Linked DNA regions of Sus scrofa: region 1 is linked to region 2. Evidence: chromatin contacts called from public promoter capture Hi-C data. All regions are on one chromosome and are shown on one strand. Each heading gives the region's core, a stretch centred on a gene start, on an enhancer-like site or on the middle of the called end of the contact. The rest is flanking DNA. Distances are from core to core; before and after follow the strand shown.

Evidence for each region. Promoter capture Hi-C pulls out the DNA fragments that hold promoters and counts their contacts.
Region 1: a contact with region 2 is called in a promoter capture Hi-C map of fetal liver, with 2.7 times the contacts expected there. The contact joins two enhancer-like sites. A contact is called at or near these places in 3 of 5 promoter capture datasets (fetal liver and liver), 25 of 47 Hi-C or Micro-C datasets (alveolar macrophages, blood, brain and 15 more) and 1 of 2 datasets of contacts at active chromatin or transcription factors (skeletal muscle).

Annotation. Positions count from the first base shown.
Region 1 is chr14:43,063,167-43,067,431 of Sscrofa11.1, reverse strand. All of the region lies in intron 7 of KIAA1671, which reads right to left. Among named protein-coding and RNA genes, the nearest start is that of TMEM211, 77 kb to the right of the region's middle. Within about 2 kb of position 2,736, at least 4 of the 83 cell types and tissues checked have an H3K27ac peak or open chromatin away from gene starts, as enhancers often do. A contact at or near this core is called in fetal liver, where this site is marked.
Region 2 is chr14:42,993,874-42,998,701 of Sscrofa11.1, reverse strand. All of the region lies in intron 1 of KIAA1671, which reads right to left. Among named protein-coding and RNA genes, the nearest start is that of TMEM211, 8.4 kb to the right of the region's middle. Within about 2 kb of position 3,456, at least 61 of the 83 cell types and tissues checked have an H3K27ac peak or open chromatin away from gene starts, as enhancers often do. A contact at or near this core is called in fetal liver, where this site is marked.

The DNA.
Region 1 (4,265 bases), core at 1,487-3,986, 69 kb before region 2:
TAGCCTGGGAACCTCCATATGCTGCCTAAAAAGACAAAAAACAAAAAAAAGAAAAAAAGAAATATAACATGAATTATATCTCAACTTTTAAAAAAACCACCATGAGATACAACTTCACATCCATTAAGATGGATAGAATCAAAAAGACAGATGATCAAAAACAAGGGAGTTCCTGCTGTGGCACAGCAGAAACGAATCTGATTAGTATCCATGAGGATGCAGGTTTGATCCCTGGCCTCCCTCAGTGAGTTAAGGATCTGGCATTGTCATGAGCTGTGGTGTAGGTCACAGACGAGGCTTGGCTCCGCATTGCTGTGGCTGTGACGTAGGCTGGCACCTGTAGCTCCAGTCTGACCCTTAGTCTGGAAATTTCCTATGCCACAAGTGCAGCCCTAAAAAGAAAAAAAAGACAGATGATTGCTAATTATTGGAGAAATGTAAATCAAACCTACAATGAGGTACCACCTCATACTGGTTAGAATGGCCATCATTAAAAAGGCTACAAATAACAAATGCTGCGGAGGGTGTGGAGAAAAGGGAACCCTCCTGCACTGTTGGTGGGAATGTAAATTGGTACAACCTCTATGGAAAACAGTATGGAGGTTCCTCACAAACTAAAACTAGAACTACGGTATATGATCCAGCAATCCCACTCCTGGGCATATACCCAGACAAAACTATAACTGGGAAAGATACATGCACCTCCATGGTCATAGCAGCACTACTCACAACAGCCCAGATATGGAAACAACCTAAATGTCCACTGACAGATGAATGGATAAAGAAGAGGTTTACATATACACAATGGAATTACTACTCAGGCATAAAAAAAGAACGAAAAATGCAATTTGCAGCAACATGGATGCAACTAGAGATTATCATACTAAGTGAAGTCAGAAAGAGAAAGACAAATGCCATATGATTATCACATATGTGAAATCTAAAATATGGCACAAATGAACCTATCTACAGAACAGAAACAGACTCACAGACATAGAGAACAGACTTGTGGTTATCAAGGGGGAGGGGATTGGGGGAGGGACAGACTGGGAATGGGGGTTAGTAGATGTAAGCTATCACATGTAGGATGGGTAAACGACAAAGCCCTACTCTATAACAAAGGGAACTATATATTCAATATGCTATGATAAACCATAGTGGAAAAGAAAATATTTTAAAAAGAATGTATATGGTATATGTGTGTGTGTGATACATATATATATATCACTTTGCCGTACAGGAGAAATTAACACAACATTGTAAATCAACTACAATTTTTTTAAAAAGACACATGATAACAAATGTTGGTAGGATGTAGCAAAATTAGAACCCTCGTACACTGCTAGTGGAAATGTGAAATGGTACAGCTGCTCTGAAAAACAGTCTGGCAGTCCCTCAAAGGTGAAATCTGGGGTTATTACCATATGACCCAGCAATGCCACTCCCAGGTATAAAGCCAAAGAAATGAAAGGCCTAGGTTCACCCAAAAACATGTACATATGTGTTCAGAGCAGCATCCCCTGTAAGAGCCAGAGTGGGAACAAGCCAGATGCCCATCACTGACGAATGGGCAAATAAAATGGGCACATCTACACAACAGAATGTTATTCAGCCATAAAAGGAAGGGAGTGCTGATAGATGCCACAATATGGATGAACCTTGAAAACATTACACTAAGTGAAAGAGGCCAGTCCCAAAGGACCCCATATTGTGTGATTCCGTTTATATGAAATGTCCTATGAAATGCCTATTCTGGCAAATCTATAGAGACAGAAAGTGGATGAATGGCTGCCCAGGACTGGAGGGTATTAGAGAAACAAGAAATGCCTGCGTGGTAGGTGCAAGGCTTTCCGGGGTGTGTGGGGGGTGATGAAGATATTTAAAAATTGGGTGTGATAATGGTTGGAGAACTCTGTGAATACACTAAAAGCCATCGATTGTACATTTTAAGTGGGTGACTTCCATGGGCCATTAATAATATCTCAATAAAGCTGTACCTCATTGCTGCAAACCCTCCCTCCACGGCCACCACTGTGATGCAAGCCCTGTCACCTCTTGTCTGAGGACCACGGCAGCCTCTTCACTGGCCTCCCTGCTTCCAGCCTCACCCAGGGAGCAGCCAGGGGTCTCCCTGAGACACAGATGGTGAACCTGTTAGCTCCCTTATGCTCCGGCCCCTCCTCACCTCTCCGTCTCAGCTCTGGGGGGCACCCCAGGGCCCACTGTGGTCCCTCCAGCATCCCCAGGACCAACTCATCCCCCTGCTGGGCTTTCTTCTCTGGCTGCTTCTGCCTCCCCTCCCCCCACCCCTCCCTCCGAAGACCTTCACCGGCCTGGGTCTTTTTAAGCATCGCTCACCTGGCATCTGTCAGGTCCCTTCCCGTGAGACCACCCCTTAGAAGAAGGGGTGACAGGGAGGTTACTCTATCTCCCCGGGGCTTACCATTCTCTCAATGACCCCACCCACTCACTGTGCTTGCCCTTCTGGACCAGCGCTGTCCACTGGAACATTCTGCGATTGTGGCAATGCTCTCGATCCAGGCTGCCCAAGGCCATGGTCATGGGCCCCTTGTGGCTTTGGAGCACGTGGATGTGTCCAGTGCAACTGAGAAACTGAACTTCGGACCTTACTTAATTGTAACTAATTTAAATGTAAAGAACCACACGTGGCCAGTGGCTGCCGTGTGCAGCCTGACACAGTGGACTGGGCCCTCCCAGCAGCCCCAGCACCCAAAACAGGGCCTGGTGTTGGAGACCACTGAACTGCTGAACTCTCTGCAGAAGGCAAATATCTGCTGACACAGAGTTCTAAAGTACAGGGTCTCCTTCAAAGACAAGATAAGGGAGCTATGCATAAACCAAGCTATTCTATGAGCAGCTGCACTACGCCCTAGAGGGATGCACCAGTGCTAATAGTTTCCTTTGTTATTCACTAAGCGGTAGCTTTGTCACTGCCTCAGCCTGCTCATGCTCACAAATCTACACATGGTACCTTCCTTAATAAGTTTTGTGGGCTAAAGCCCAGCGCCTTTGTTCTGCTGAACGGAGTGCCTCCTGGTCCCCCACTTTCTAGATGTAGAAGAAAGAGTCTTGTGTGTTTTGTTATACCGCACCATCCCCCTTCCAGGATTCCCCGTTGCCCTGCAGCGCTGGACGCGGCAGCCTGGCACTGGGTTCATTTGTACATCTATTCAATGAATGGCACAATGGAGGCTGACCCTAAGTGCACCCCTCGGATTTCCTCAAACCTTCTTCACGTCAGGCCCTGAGCCGGGCACCTGACTATAGGATAAATCTCCAGCAAGTCCGTGAGGCAAACAGGATTCCTTCTTCACAGATGAAGAGACTGAGGCTCAGAGAGGCTGGGCAAGGCTCCTGCTGTCACACAACTGATAAGTCACAAAGCTAGGTCTGACCAATGTCGGATCTGCCCTGTTTGCAGTTGGGGGCTATTTCCAGGGAAAAATCAAATCATAAAAGTAGAAAGCGTTCATCTTCCTAATAAAGAACTCCTCTTCCAAAAGAAAAGGGGCAGAACTCAAGCAAGCTGATTACAGGAGGGAAGTACAAATGGCCTCATACACAAGCGACAAGATGAGGGGGACGACAGGACGTGAACTGGTACAGTTCCAGTGCAGGGCATGCTGGCACGGTCCAGCGAAATCACAATCCCTCCCCTCCTTGGACGGGCAGTCACCATTCTGAACCCTCAGATACACCTGCACATACGTGGTTTGTAAATACTAGGAGATGGGAAATATCACCCATGCTGCTCTACTATGCAGCCATCAGAAATAATGAGGATGCAGGCTCTCTGCAGGCTGAAGGCACAAACTCTGCAAGATGCTTTATCTGGAGGGGAAAAAAAAGGCAGGTGGCAGATCTGTGGGTTCAGCAGGGGCCCTCCACCCAAGAATCCCCAGGGGAGCTTTTAAGACTAACAAAGGCAGGCCCCACCCAGAGACTTGAGCCACAATGGTCTGGGGGAGGGGAGGCCCCTGACCTGCTGTCTTTTAGGATGCCCTGGGCTACTCTTGCTGGCAGCCAAAGGTTCAACCAGTTGTATAGGATGCGCTCTTTTGTGGGAAAAGGAGGCGAAAATAAGACTATATGTTCATATTTGCTTGTATTTTTGTAAAGAAACTCTAAAAGAATTTGGACAGAAAGGAATATGATTATTGGATGAAAAGGAATGGGCGGATGGAGAATGCCAGGTCTGGGGGAATTTCTGCTTTGTGTTTTTGGAGTCACGTGAAGATATTCTC
Region 2 (4,828 bases), core at 2,207-4,706:
TCCTGGTGGCTGGCAAAGTCCTCACTGCCATACCACTGAGCCCCAAATCTTTGCAGTAAGAAGGATGAGTCCTACTCCCTCACACTGGAAGGTGGTGAGGGTTCCCAGCTGCAATCCTGGGAGACCCGGATGTTTATGACCATCCCAGGACAGGCGGACAACTGATGCTCAGAAAGCTTTGCTCAACTGAATGAAATACTGACACTTAAAATATTTATGCCACTTCCTCTGGGGATTTCCTTCTCCAAATAGACTGCTATGCCTCCAGTAATGGGTCTTCAAATGAGAGGCTCTCGAAACACAACACATGATCCCTGTCTCTCTCTATTTAAGTCCAGCTCTACCATCACCTCTCACCTGGATTTTTCGAGCAGTCTCTTCCCTGGCCTCTCAGCCTTCTGACACACCCTCTCTGATCCAGCCTCCCGAAAGACAGGCAAGCTTCCCAAAACACACATCTGCCTCCATCCCTCTCCCCCAGAGAACTGTCCACAGTGCCCCACTGCCCTGGAATAAACGTCAAACCCCTGGGAATGGCTGACCTGGCCCCTGCCAGCATCTCCAGCCAACACCCCATGCTCCCTCCTCCGTCCAGACCATCGAGGCCTTCCTATTCCCTCTACCAGGACATAATACCATCCTCTCCACACTGGCAAGCTCTCCAAGAAACGAAACCTCTGCCTCCATCCATCCCCAGGCCAGAAGGCACCAGCCCATCCTCCCATTCTCTCCTTCCAAACAATCGCCTCTTTTCACAAAGACTTTACCTGTTGAGGGTATGACTACTAGCCTCTTCTTTGACACAGTGTCTTGAAACATGTTGTTCGATGTTGAATGAATGAATGAATGAATGCACATTTAAAACACTCCTCTGAGACTCTTTTTCTGAGTTGGTCAGAAATGAATTATGATGATGCTGAGAGAGGAGAAAGGCTCAGGGCCAGACAAGTGGGCTGTTTCACTCTCCTGCCAAGGTCAGCCTGGAATAAAAGTCAGCCCCCAGGACCTCCAAGGAGGGGTGTGGCATTTCCAGGTTGAGGGCCGCACCCCCAACATCAAGGATCAGCATAGCTGCCTCACTGGAGTGCAAGGCAAGTTGATTGCTCATAGCTAGATTGCAAGCCGGGAGACAGATCCTATACTGCCCCGGGTCACACCATTTCTACACCACCTGCCACACAGTAGGTGCTCAATACACACAGTGATTGACTTAAGGTGCTGGCTCACGTGCCCAGACACTGTCCTGAATGAAACCCTGTACTTCCCTAGGGTAACTGCACTCTTGTCAAGCATGCAAATCCTTTAAAAAGGACTCCCCCTAAAACCACCAGGACGGCAGCTAGTGTCTGCACAACTACCCCTGGAGCGGTCCCAGGGATGAGACTCCAGCGTCTGGGGGTGAACACATGTTTGTCCAGGAGCTTCGATGGATTAGCAAAGGGAAAGCTGGGCCCAGGGAGAAGCCTTGTCCAACTGTCCTGGTTACTGATTAGCCAAGCCCTAGAGCTTCTCTCTGCAAGGGGGATCAGAGGGGCAATTATATTCCTTTGGAAGAAAGACCAAGTTAAATATCTCTCTAATCCTGCAGTTTAAAAAGACAGCAAGTTGGGTTTCTGCAGCCTTCCCTCAAATACCCTGGGGAATGGGGCAGGGGCTAAGACCTCCGCAAGGAGAAGCCACAGAAGGAGGACCCACTAATATTTACAGAGCCCTTACCTATTATATCTATTAATCCTGCCAGTCACCCAAAAGAAAGAGAAGGGTGACCCCCCACTCCATTTTGCCCAGAAGGGAGACCTGAGCTCAAAGAGGTTAAGTGTTTTGTCCAAGATCCAAAGAAGCTGAAAAGAAAAAGCACTTTCTTTGTGCAACAGGTACAGTCCATTCCCTTCCAAAAGGTAATGGCAGCTCCTAGCTAGAGAAAGTTCAGTCCCGCGGGCAGGAAGCCCTGGCCACCTAGGCGGCGCGCGAGGGCACACACCCCACTGCGGACCGACGGAGATCAGGGTTTCAGGGCGCGGCGCCCAACTCCGAGCCAAGGGTGTGCTAGGAGGGTGTGGAAAGGTCAGGCCCGGGTCGGGGGTCAAAGAGACGCTTCCGTTCCCTGGGGCCCTGCCTGTAGCCCCACTTGGCGCCACCAGCGGGGTGATGGCCACTCAAGCTGACTGGGGAGCGGAGGAGATGGAGCCTTAATCCCATCAGGGCACCTCTGCCCTGGGAAGCGCGCAGAGGGGAGCGCAGGCCCGCGGGCGGCGGGGGGGGGGTGCGTTTGGAGCCCCAGAGCCCTTGGGGCCCGGTGAGCTGCTCTCTCCACCCCCACTGCTGCCCGCTGGATCCCTTTACCCCGGGCTCGGCCTCGATCCATACCCCGCATCCCAGTGTCCACCTCCTGGGCCTCCAACCCTCACGGACGTCCAGAGCCTAGTAGTTCCAGGCTGGGTAGCCCGGATCTCCAGCGATCCTCCAGCCCCCCGCCACCAGATCTCCTCTAGGAATCACTCCTAAGGCTCGGACCAGTGAGGAGTGGGGTAAAGGAATCAACTAGCTCCCAGTTTCAAATCACCGTCCAGTCACCCCCAGGCTGGGGGTCGAATGGGGACTGCAGGCCACCGGCGCCAGATCACTCCTGGGATCGACTTCCAAGTCTTCAGCCAGGTGGCGCGGGATCCACTGGCTCCCCAGTGCGGGATCTTCTCGAGGGATCCACTCCCAAGTCTCGAGAGACAGATCTCCTGGCTACCAAATCGGGGCGCCCCCTCCTCGAAGACCCAGAGCCGGGGGAGATCCACCGGGTCCCCACCTCTTCCCCGGCTAACTTTGCCAACTTTTCTCCCGGGGCCTTAGCCAAGCCGAAACTTGGCGGCCATCGCCGGCCGCCTCCTCCCCAGCCCCTCTCAGGCCGGGGACCCGGGGCGGATGGCCAGCCCCCATCCACCGCCGCCGCCGCGCAACCTACCCTGGAGCCGCCGCCGCCTGCCCGCGCCGCGCCGCCACCTGCCCGGAGCCCGCGACACCTGCCCGCGCAGCCCGCGGCCCAGCGCAGCCTACCCTGCTGGGGGCGGGGCCTCGGCGGGGGAAGCGCCCCGTCACCATGGGAACCGCGGCCGGCGGCGCTTGCGCGGAGGGCCCCGGGGCGGAGCGCGGCCGGCGGGATCAGTCTCTCGGGCTGGTGCCTGGGTCGGGGGGCGGTCAGGCAGGTCAGAGGTCGCGAGTTTGCCCCGACACTTCTCCCAGAAGGGCTCCCGGATCCGGCCCCGTCGCGCTGGATTCAGAATGTTGTTCACGATCCCCATCCACCTTCCGGGGATCATTCCCCGGCTCTGGCCGGGGTTCCCCCCGCAAAGGACACCGACCTGCCGCGGAGTCTGCGCCCGCGAGAGCCTAATGCAGTTGGGGAACTTTAGAGGCGCTTGGTAAAGCCTCGCCTATTGAATTGCTTGGGCTGCTGTCGCTGACAGGGGAGCGAACGAGGTCTACATGTAGCTCTCGCGCTGCTCTGTGGCGAGCAGGGAATTGCACGCAAGGTCGGGGGACCTGGGATAGTTTGTTCACTCCGCTGGGGCGCCTACTGTATGCCATGACTGCTGCCATTGTGTTGAGGTGGATGTGAGGGGTGAGGTGTATAGAGACTTATTGGACAAGTTGAGAAAATCATAGGAAGTCTTTCCTGAACGACAAGATGTCTGTTTTGCTATCCTTTACTCATTTCATTCCATAGGTCTTTATTAAGCATCTACAGTATGCTTGACTCCAGGGACCCAGTGGTGAAGCAATTAGCAAAATCCAGGCTCTCAAGAGCTTACATACGTTTTAAACAATATTTCCACAAATAAGTTGAATTGTATTTGTTACTCGTGCTTCCTTCCTTAGGAAGGAATTGTATGGATACTGAATTACTGAAGAACCTAAACTCAAACATGCATTTACTGTCAGTCAGTCCTCAAAAAAGTCAAAGAGAGGGAGTTCCCGTTGTGGCGCAGTGGTTAACAAATCCGTCTAGGAACCATGAGGTTGCAGGTTCGATCCCTGGCCTTGCTCAGTGGGTTAAGGATCTAGCGTAGCGGTGAGTTGTGTAGGTCGCAGACGTGGCTCCGATCCAGTGTTGCTGTGGCTCTGGCGTAGGCCAGTGGCTACAGCTCAGGTTAGACCCCTAACCTGGGAACCTCCATATGCCGCAGGGAGGGCCCTAAAAAGACAAAAGACAAAAAAAAAAAAAAAAAGAGAGAGCACGCTGTGTGGCTTGAGGAGAATTAGCATGGAGTTCTCTTACCTCATTTTCAATTTGTGTGTTTGTGTGTGTGAGAAGCCACAGCTGCTATAGGAAATATATATCCATTGTATCTTTTAACCTACACTTTCGAAGTAAGGATCAGCACTCCATTATGTTACCAAGGAGCAGCCTGAGGCTCCCTAAGAGACTTTCCCATAGTGACAAAACCCAGAAATGGTGAGATAGAGGCCCCATGAAGTCTTACATCCTAGAATAATCTCCTGTATCATCTGAATGAATGAAGCCATCAATAGGACCCAACTCCGTGGCTTTTAAATACAACTATGACTCCCAGGATGGGATCTTCGAGGTAGGGGACAGAGAATGGTTGGGTTGAAAGCTGAAATGCCCCAAAATTCCACCTTTAAGCAGGGCTTTTACATTATGAGTATACTATATGAACAAAGGCAAATCACTGTTGACTCTCTGCTGCCCTCTCCAGAACTTCTGGAGACAGAGGCTCTTGTCTAGTTAGTTAACTCCTGATTCTCAGGCCTTGAGCAGGGCTTGACAATGGTAAGTGCTCAATAAATACTGCATTTAATAATTACCAGGTTA